Linked DNA regions of Arachis hypogaea: region 2 is linked to region 1. Evidence: chromatin contacts called from public Hi-C data. All regions are on one chromosome and are shown on one strand. Each heading gives the region's core, a stretch centred on a gene start, on an enhancer-like site or on the middle of the called end of the contact. The rest is flanking DNA. Distances are from core to core; before and after follow the strand shown. Region 1 holds the start of LOC112737697. Region 2 holds the start of LOC140177495.

Region 1 (5,300 bases), core at 966-3,465:
CTTTGTCAAAAAAGACACCCACGCTGGCTCCTATTTAGGGATGTCAATGGGGCAGGGCGGGGGCGGGGATGCCTCTCTGCTCCCCATCCCCGCCCTCATATTTGCTCCCCATCCCCGCTCCATTCTCCGCCGTGGGGAATATTGCTCCCCATCTCCATTCTCCACGGGGCCCATTCCCCGCGGGGACCCCATTCCCCAATCTACATAATAGTTCTAACTAATTATTAATTTCCATATGAATAGAGCTACAAGTATCTATCTTATACAAAAACTGCAAGATTTTATACAAAAAGTCTAAATGACACGATGGTGACTTCTTTCAAAATAACGCAATGGGGGACGCAACGACGAGCCAAAGGAAAAAGCAGTGGACGAGGTGGGAGACGCGACAACAGAGAGGAGAATGGACACGACGGCAGAGTTACAAAAAGGAACACCGCAAATAGAAATTACGACACAGTAAGGGTGATGGCACGGTGAGGTGTGACGATGCGGTGAGAAGGGTGACGAGGGGGTGGCTGCAGAGAGGTTGGATGGAGTATGGACAGCCTTAGGGATCTCTGAATTGAAGAGGGGTTATGCAAATAAAGATTAGGAGTTTTGGGTTTCTATATATATGTGTGTGTGAGAAATGACTAAAAAACATATATGAGAAATAAATTATTAAGGATAATTCAAGGAATTTATAAATTTCGGGGAATAGCGGGGACGGGGCAGGGATCCCCGCTCCTGCTTCGGGGGAATTTTGTCCCCCATCCCCATCCCCACGGGAAAAATTTCCCACAATCGGATCCCATTCGGGGCAGTCCCCGCAGGGATCCCCGCGTCTCGGAGAATTTTGCCATCCCTTCCTATCCATTCCAAATTAGGACAAAGCAATCTTTGTCAAAAAAGACACCCACGCTGGCTCCTAAGTCCTATTCATCCCTAAAGTGAGTCATCACGGCCTCTCCATCGCTTCCCCTAATCAAACTTGACGGAAAAAATCTTATATGACAGTTATCGGCGTTGATATGGACGTTTATTCAGACTGAAGTGCCATGTTGGATTAGGAGAAATGGTCAGGGGTCGATTTGTCCCCATGCCTCCTCCAAAAACGACGTCGCTTTTGAGGAATGGCAGAATGAAACATCGCTCTCACCCACATAACCCCAAACCTTAATCCGTATTTACAAAATAACCAAATCCTTGTAATATTCTTCGCATGAAAAGAGAAACACCAGATGGAGTAGTTGATTGTGGTGCTAACAAGGGTGCTAACAAGGTCGCTGAGAAGGACCCAAACGACGCTTCTAACTGCACAATTGATGGAGTCACAAATGACGTCGAGTGGAGATAGCTGTTGTCGCCGTTCAGGTTAGTGAGTCTATTCCTAAATTGCATTTTTTTTAATAGCATGAGACTCGCAATAGCACTTTAGAGATACTTATTTTTTCTTCCTTTAAGCTCCAACACTCTCACTAGAGTTCATGCTGCAAATCGAATTATTGCCTCCGATTCACAGGTTCGAGGACGAACAACGTTCTCCACTCCCAATCATGGTGTTTTAGGATTTGTCTTTTGTTGTTTCGCATACGAATGAGTAAGGAGAAGTTGAGGGAGCAAAGAATCATCCAAATTAAGTTTTGGTTCAGCGGATGATGCGTCGTTTTTGAAGGAGGCAAGAGGACAAATCGACTCTTGTTTATTCCTCTTAATCCAACATGACACTTAAATCTAAATAAACGTCCACGTTAGATATGATGATTTTTCTGTCAAGTTTGATAAAGGAAGATGGTAGAGGGGCCACGATGACTCATTTTAGAGACAAATAAGAGCTGGCTTGAGTATTTTTTTTACAAAAATTGTCTTGTTCTAATTTTAAATAAATAAAGACAGAATTAAGTGTTCACCTTTTTTATTTGTTATAATGCCACCCACCTTACGAATGATTTTTTTTTAATATACATTTGCATGAATTTAAAGGCTAATTTTTTTATATGAAAATTATTATTGTATTATTCTCTCTCATAAAGAAGTGGTGTATTTTAATTTAATATAAAGGTAATTATAAAGAAGAAGGTCTAATTTGTACATTAAATTTTTTTTTTTAATTTTAAAACACAAATAAAAAAGTCAGATCTATGTTTTAAAAAATTAAAGTTCAGAAATCAGAGGTTGAGTTTTGTGTAGGTTTACAAATAGGAGGGAAGATTTTGTGTGTTAAAAATTTTAAAAAATTATACTTCACAAATCGGACGTTCCCTCTCTCTCCGTCTCGGATCGAAGTCGCTCTCTCTCGCACCGGCGCCCTTGGGTCGCTCTCCCTCGCGTTTCTCTCTCCCTCACAGCTGCGCAGACCGAAGGCTCTCTCTTTCTCTGCTCTGGTAAGCTATTTGTTTATTTTTCTTTTATTTTGCTGTTTGTGGCAGGGATGTTTGAAGATTCTGTTTTCTGTTTGAGTTTTGAGGGATGTTTGATGATTCAGTTTGAGCTTTGGAATGTCTGATTTACTGATTTTTTTTTCTTGATTAATCACTGATTTACAAATTCTGTTCTCTATTTTTTAGTTACTGATTATTGATTCTGATCTCTATTATTTTGTTATTCTATTCTCTATTGTTTAGGGTTTGAGTTATGGATTCTGTAATAGTGATGCAGCTTAGGATTCCAAAGATTCAAAATAGGAAATAATATAAAGTAATTAGTCTAGTAAGTATTGGGGAAAAGGGAATTTATCACATAATGCAGCAGAACAATTGAATGTTTAAGAACTATATTGCAATATAGTACATTGACACAACATTTTGAACCTAAGCAAAATAAGATTGAAAACAAGCTTGGAAGGCAATTTATATTAAAAAGAAGAAAAGGAAATCAAGTCTGGAACAAAGAAAAAGTTAATATAGAGTATAAAAACAAAAGGAAGTAATGATAATTTGTGGGACTGGTTCATCTAAGTTTTGTGGTTGCTGTTTTTTAATTATTTAATTTGGTGTTCTAATTTGTTCTAATTTTCTTTCAACATGATGTAAATTAGTATCTACTGTCTAGGCCATTGTTTTGATATAAAGGAATTGATTTATGCTTTATCGCATTCATTTCTGCGTTTTGTAACTGTTTCTGTTATTAGTTTGTGTCTTTAGTATTGATTTCACGGATTTGTTTGTTCTTTTGTTTTCTATTTTTGGTTTATGACTGGAATTACTTTTATATCTTCAAATGATGCTTTCTTTAGTTTTAGTGAAGCATTGGTCTTCTTTCATAACGTCCTGTTTTTATAAACTCTCATTGCTTCCTTTTGTTTTTATACTCTGTATTAATTTTTCCTTGTTCCAGACTTCATTTTCTTTTCTTCTTTTTAATATAAATTGTCTTGCAAGTTTGTTTTCAATATTATTTTGCTTAGATTCAAAGTGTTGAGTCTATATACTATATTGCAGTGTGGTTCTTAAAATATTTAATTGTTTGCTGCATATGTGATAAATTCCCTTTTTCCCAATATTTTTACTATACTAATTACTTTATATTATTTCCTATTTGAATCTTTGGAATCCTAATTCTGCCATCCTCAGGTGCTTCACTATTCCTCACTCTTTCCATTACCCTTGTCTCCATCATATTCATTCTCTCTTCCTCGTTGCGCAACACTGCTACTCTCTGCCCCAAGTCAACACTCAGTGCTGCCGTTTTTCCTGTCCCCCAGATCACCAGTAGCTAAACTCTTCATTTAGATTGTAGCTTGTCACTTTCTCTCTTTTTGTTAGTTAGATGCTTGCCTCTATGTTCATTTGTGCTGCCTCATCAGGCTATTAACAGCTGTAGAAGGCCGTACATTTTCAACCTTCAAGGAGGTTGGTTGATTCATATAGATTTCTTGTTTCTTATGTAGTAATTTCATCTTGGTGCAGGAATATTGTTTTTCCTCTCCTGATAAAACATTCAACATGCTTAATTTTTCTTGTAGGATCTCTAAACAGTCTTCTGGCCGAAAGTACTTGGTCTGTTTCCACCCCTACCATAGTGGGTGCTCTAGAATTTGAAATAGATCTGTTGTCACCTCACTGTGCGATCACTCACTTAATGTCTGGAACTCCTCTCTCCAGTCACAAGCATCACCTCCCCCCCTTAAAATATGTATGTGAAGTATATTATCCCCTTTCTCTTCTGTTCCATCAAATTCCAATATCAGTAGTACAAAATAAACTCTTCTCTTCTCTTCTGCACAGGTTTTCATGTCCGATTGGTGGCTTGCCAAGCCTTGCCTTCCACTCCAGGGTTTAGCGGTTGGTGGCATTGCTTATGGCCAGTAAGAATCAACCAATTAATCTTATTTTTTCATTTGATTCTTCTAAGTTTGTTTTGAACTTATGTTTCATTACACTACATTTCCCTTGTTCTTGTCTATCCTGCAGGAGAGAGAGAATGTTCTTATCGACAGTGATTGCAAAGAGGCACGAGGCGAATGTCTTGGAGACTGAAGACGGAGTCACTCTTCACTTAAGTAGTTTCATTAACAGCTCTCGCTCGTTTCAGAATGGCTTCCCACGTGAGGTACTATGTCCATATTCATATTCCTATCTTATTCGGTTTCTGATTACCATAGGTGAACTTAATCACTTCACTCGTGCAAATGCAACTTGTGCACCAAGAGCAACAACAACAAATTAGTCTAGTCTAGTGTAGAAAACCAATTCATGCTTTGACTATCAACCTTCCAAGTTGATGGCACAAGCAGATATATAAAAAGAAGAGTAAAGTAATATTTTTTGTCCTTAACGTTTGCGGTTTTTTTCAAAAATACCATTAATGTTCAATTTCATTCAATTTTGTCTTTAACATTTTCGATTCATTCAATTTTTTCATTGACGTTTTTAATTTGTGTCAAAACTACCCCTGAAATATTTCAATTTTGTCCCTAAAGTTTTACAAGGAATTAACGTCCAGGGGTAATTTTGATACAAATCGGAAACGTTAAGGACAAAATTGAATGAAACTAAACGTTAAGGATATTTTTGAAAAAAATCGTAAGTGTTAGGAACAAAAAATATACTTTACCCTAAAAAGAATCAAGAGAGTCTATTCTAAATTGTATTTGACAATCTGTTTATTAGTACAAAACTCAAGAACACAAAAAGAAAGTACCAAACAGCAGAGCATTACTTAGAGTTGGTTCGAGATAGTTGGTTACTTTATAAAATTATACTCAAATTCAAAAAGTATATAAGATGCTCTACCTAACTCCATAGTCAATTGCTAGGATTAGAATTCTCCTAATGAACCAGATATCCATTGTCTTAATGATAGTGTTTGCTGCTAAA
Region 2 (5,300 bases), core at 1,299-3,798, 160 kb before region 1:
TCAAAGCTGATAAAGGTGCTACAAGACAACGCCGACCTATTCGCCTGGACACCAGCGGACATGCCTGGAATAGACCCAAGGGTCATCTGCCATAAACTTGCTATCAATAAAACAATTCGACCTATTGCCCAAAAGAAAAGGAACCTCGGAGCAGAAAAGGTGAAAGCAGCTCTTGAAGAGACTAAGAAGCTCCTCAATGCCGACTTTATCAAAGAGATCCGCTTCACCACGTGGCTCTCAAATGTGGTAATGGTAAGAAAGAACTCAGGTAAATGGCGAATGTGCGTCGACTTTACAAATCTTAATAAGGCTTGTCCAAAAGATGCTTATCCATTGTCTTGTATTGACAAACTGGTAGACAATGCTTCAGGATATAAAAGCTTAACCTTCATGGATGCATACTCTAGCTACAACCAGATCCTTATGCATCCAGAAGACCAAAGCAAAACAGCTTTCATAACAGAACATGAAAATTTTTGTTATAAGGTAATGCCATTTGGCCTAAAGAATGCAGGTGCAACATATCAAAGATTAATGGACAAAGTCTTCCACCAACAAAGAGGTCGGAACATGGAGATCTATGTAGACGACATGGCGGCAAAGACCCCATCACAAGGCTCACACTGCGACGACATACAAGAAATTTTCAAGCAAATCCGAGCATATAATATGAGGCTTAATCCAGAAAAATGTGCATTTGGGGTCTAAGGAGGAAAATTCCTAGGATTCATGCTGACCTCCCAAGGAATTGAAGCAAACCTAGAAAAATGTGAAGCTATTCTCAACATGGCAAGCCCAAAAACAATAAAAGAAGTACAGCAGCTCGCTGGAAGGGTGGCCGCACTATCACGCTTCCTCCCAACAGTAGCAAACCGATCATATCATTTCTTTCAAACCATCTCCAAAAACAAAAAGTTCAACTGGACAGAAGATTGCGAACAATCCTTCACCAAGCTCAAAATGATCTTGTCATCACTGCCGATTCTCAAGAAACCAGAGGCTGGTAAACCATTATATTTATACCTCTCAATTTCTAAATGTGATATAAGTTCTGTTTTGGTTACTGAAACAGGTAAGACACAGAGCCCGGTATACTTTGTCAGTAGAGTGCTACAGCCAACAGAGATAAGGTACTTGAGGATAGAGCAACTAGCATTAGCACTGGTCACCACAGCAAGAAGGCAACAGCATTACTTCCAAAGCCACACAATAGTGGTAAGAACAGACCAACCTTTGAGGCAAATTCTAACAAAGCCCGAGATTGCAGGACGCCTGACTAAATGGTCTGTCGAACTTTTCGAGTTTGATATACAATACCAACCAAGAAAGGCTCTGAAGTCATAAGTGCTGGCTGACTTCATCTCGGAAATGACAACTGAGGAACAACATATCAAACAAAGCTAGAAGTTACATGTAGATGGTGCATCAAACCGAGAAGGAAGCGGAGCAGGGGTAATGTTAAAGGAAGGAGACAATATCATAGCCGAACAATCAGTGCAATTTACTTTTACAGCAAGTAACGACCAAGCAGAGTATGAAGCCCGGCTTGCCGGACTAAGACTCGCTCAAAACTTACAAATACACCAACTCATAGTCTACTATGATTCACTCTTGGTAGTACAACAAGTTACGGGAGAATTCCAGGTAAAAGATCCTTTGTGAGAGAAATACTGGCTCATAACAAAGGATCTCATTTTAAAGTTTGATAAATTCGAAATTATACATGTTAATAGAGAACAGAGTATAAGGGCCGATGTGTTATCTAAACTAGCCACCACCAGGTCAACAACACACACACCAACACTTTCACAATTAACACTTGAAAAACCGAGCTTTGAGCTAAATTATGTGTTGAGTATTACACAGGTAAGAGACTAGAGGACCCCTTTTCTCGAGTATATCAACACAGGAACTATTCCAAGAGAGGAACGAAATCCACAACTCTTTTGAAGGAGAGCAAGCTTTTACACAATAGTCGGAGGCAACCTATACAGGCGAGGACTCTCACAACCACTCCTCAGATGTATCAGCAAAGACGATGCCGAAATAGTAATGGTGAAAACACACGAAGGAGTATGCGGAAACCATATCGGAGGCCGCGCATTAGCTGCTAAGATCCTAAGAACGAGGTACTATTGGCCAACGATAATGAGGGATTGCATGGCCAAAGTCAAAGCATGTGGCAATTGCCAAAAGCACGCCACGATCTCAACAACACCAGCTGAGAAGCTGCACACTCTAGAGGTAAGCTGGCCTTTCGACAGATGGGGACTAGATATTCTCGGACCCCTCCTGAAAGCGCCAGGGGAGGTAAAATTTCTTTTGGTATCAATAGACTACTTTTCAAAATGGATAAAAGCAAAACCCCTCGCACGAATAATAGCTGAAAAGGTAAGGTCTTTCCTTTGAAAAAATATCATATGTCGCTATGGTGTACCAAGAGAAATAGTCTCCGATAATGAAAGACAATTTACAGACCGTAACCTCGTCTCTTTCTTACAAAATTTTAACATAAAACATCATTTCAGTTCGGTCGAACACCCACAAATGAATGGACATGTGGAATCGGCTAACCGAGTTATCTTGAAGGCTTTAAGAAAGAAGTTGGACGATGTCAAAGGCGAATGGGCCGACCTTATTCCTGAAATTCTATGGAGCTACAACACAACAGTCCAATCGGCAATAGGGGAAACCCCCTTCAAACTGGTATACGGAGCAGAAGCACTCATACCGGTGGAAATCAGCACGCCAACTCTGAAAGCCGAGCTATATAATCAAGACAAAAATACCAATACAAGGGCAACCGACTTAGATCTAATAGACGAAGAAATAGAAATGGCAGCAATAAGACAACAAGCAATGAAGCAACTCATACAAAGGCGACACGATAAAAAGGTAATTCTCCGAACATTTGAACAGGGGGAACTCGTCCTTCGAAAGACAGAGGAAGCCAGGAAACCTCAAGCTCATGGGAAGTTAGCAGCAAATTGGGAAGGCTTATTCCGAATCCGCAAAGTTCTCGACAAGGGAGCATACCAACTGGAAACACTTGCAAGGGACCTAATCCCAGGAAACTGGAATGTATCCTCTCTGAGGAAATATCAATCATAACATGTATCAGAACGAATGAAGGTACTCTTTTTCCCATTTGAGATTTTTTTCCAGAATAATAGGGTTTTACTCAAAGGGTTTTAACGAGGCCGGACGCCACATTACATCATGTAAACGACATAATAAATTCGATCAGTTCTAATATCAATTCGCAAAACATCATACTATAATGACATCTATGTCATTCATGCAAACTAGATCAAACCAATATCTAATCCAAAAAGTAAACCGAGCTTCATACTCGGCAAAGTCAAAACAGACAAACGCCATAAACCTCGGCAATGTTCAACAAAACACATCAATGTCAAATTTACAAACAAGCAAAATAATAAGCTAACAATAATTTCATTCTATCTTGTCTCCAATACTTGAGCTTTCACTCTATTTCTCAGCCTCATCATCAATCAACTCCCCATTAACAATAATCTTTGTAGCGTCAAGCTTAGCAACATCAACCTCAGGAAACAAAACTCGAATCTGGAAGGCGGCCCGATCAAAACCTTGAGCGAAAGCCTCATAAACTTCATTTTCCAGCTCCTTCACCCAAGCTGCTAGCTGGCTGTTCAGCCTGTTCTCAGACTTCAAGGTTTTAGACTCCTGGGAAACTGACAACTGAAGCCATTTCTCCTCGATAAGCTCGGTCTCTTTTTGTTTAAGAGAGGATGAAAGCTCAATAATCACTTTCTCCTTCTCCTAAACAGCAGAAGATAGCTCAGCAACACTAAGGGACTCTTTCCTCTCAGACTCAATAGCAAGCTCCTGAGCCCTACCTATGGCAACAATCCGAGCGCCAATCACCTGAGAAAGAAACTAATCAGTAGATAACCAAAAAAAAACAAATTGGAAAACAAATGTACAAACAAAATACCTGGAGGAAACGACTGGTTCCGGCTCGCCCAACTTCATCAATCATCTTCAAGTCCTCAGGAAAACGACACAACTCGTCGGCAAGAGTTGTGAAAGGAAAAAACCTCGACCACAAGGATTTCATATGATCGTCATCACGGTACCCATGAAGCCTCTTTTGAGACTCATAGGCGGATTCCACGATCGCCAGGTTATGAGAATCTTCCTCCTTACCTTCAACAACCCCAGCATCTTTCCCACGAGTCTTTCCCCTCTTTCTTTTTTGGCGAGGGTTCACCTCGGACTGTACGGCAACATTACCACCCTCCTTATCAGCATTAGCGGTCGACCCCTCTTTCTCATTCTTTTTTCTTTGACTGAAAAACGATTTCAACCCAGTAGTAGTAATTGTGGGAGCCTTCTCAGCTGCAAAGATACACAAAAAACAAATATCAGGAACGACTATACCATCATAGCAAAAATCATTACCAAAACTAATTACCTAGGTAATCCAAAACGGCTTCTTTATCTGAATCCCACTTTAACAACTCCGCAATAGATAACAGTCCTTTAGATTCTAACATTTCTAACAAAAACTCCAAGACAATATTATCGTCGGACACCCTATCATCAACATCAAGCACCGGGGTAGGCTCAGGGGACCAAGAAACAGGAAACCTCTCCTCTAAAAACTCATTCAGATAAAACGGAAACTCCTCCTCAACGCTTCTAATTTTCACAAACATGGTCTTAAAATTTTTATAAGAAAACTTATAGAGAGAGAAAATAGAACGACGGGGATGGCTACTAAGGTTCACCTACAAGCCACGTCTAACACCTTTAGTTTGGAAAAGGGAAAAGAAAACCCTAAGGGATGGAGGACGACGCTCTAAAACATCCATCAAAATTTCGAAGGTCCGGACAAAACCCCACAAGTTGGGGTGTAACTGAGACGGAGCGCAATTCAACCAAAATAAAACCCTACATTCAAAATTGGAAAATGGGAGTCGGACACCTAATTCAGTCAATAAGGAAGTATAAAGGTAAAAGTAAGACCAACCATCAACCCTCTCACACACACGGTCATTTTACTCACAAGGTAAAACCTCTATCCTTACTTCACAACCATCCCTGACCCACACATTTGACCCCAAGACCTTCACTGAATCAACGTTACGAAATCGAGACACACAACATTTCACCTGCTCACTCACCCAACTACAGGGATCATCCTCTGTAACAACAACCTTATCATTTTCCATTTTTTGAAAAATAAACAAAGAAAAACAAATACTAACAACCCACAAAATCCGGACGAGCTATCCACAGCTCGGATCCACACT

What was found. Hi-C and Micro-C count contacts between places; a contact is called where the count stands out from the background.
Region 2: a contact with region 1 is called in a Hi-C map of leaf, with 1.6 times the contacts expected there. The contact joins the promoter of LOC140177495 here to the promoter of LOC112737697 in region 1. A contact is called at or near these places in 4 of 8 Hi-C or Micro-C datasets (leaf and an unstated tissue).

Annotation. Positions count from the first base shown.
Region 1 is chr13:23,041,797-23,047,096 of arahy.Tifrunner.gnm2.J5K5, reverse strand. LOC112737697 reads left to right here and starts at 2,215. Exons shown (of 7, transcript XM_025787724.2): 1 at 2,215-2,366; 2 at 3,555-3,692; 3 at 3,788-3,833; 4 at 3,947-4,116; 5 at 4,209-4,288; 6 at 4,395-4,533. The coding sequence starts at 4,063.
Region 2 is chr13:23,203,154-23,208,453 of arahy.Tifrunner.gnm2.J5K5, reverse strand. LOC140177495 reads left to right here and starts at 2,548. Exons shown (of 1, transcript XM_072210607.1): 1 at 2,548-3,111. The coding sequence starts at 2,548. The coding sequence ends at 3,111. LOC140177496 reads left to right here. Exons shown (of 2, transcript XM_072210609.1): 1 at 1-252; 2 at 508-708. The coding sequence ends at 708.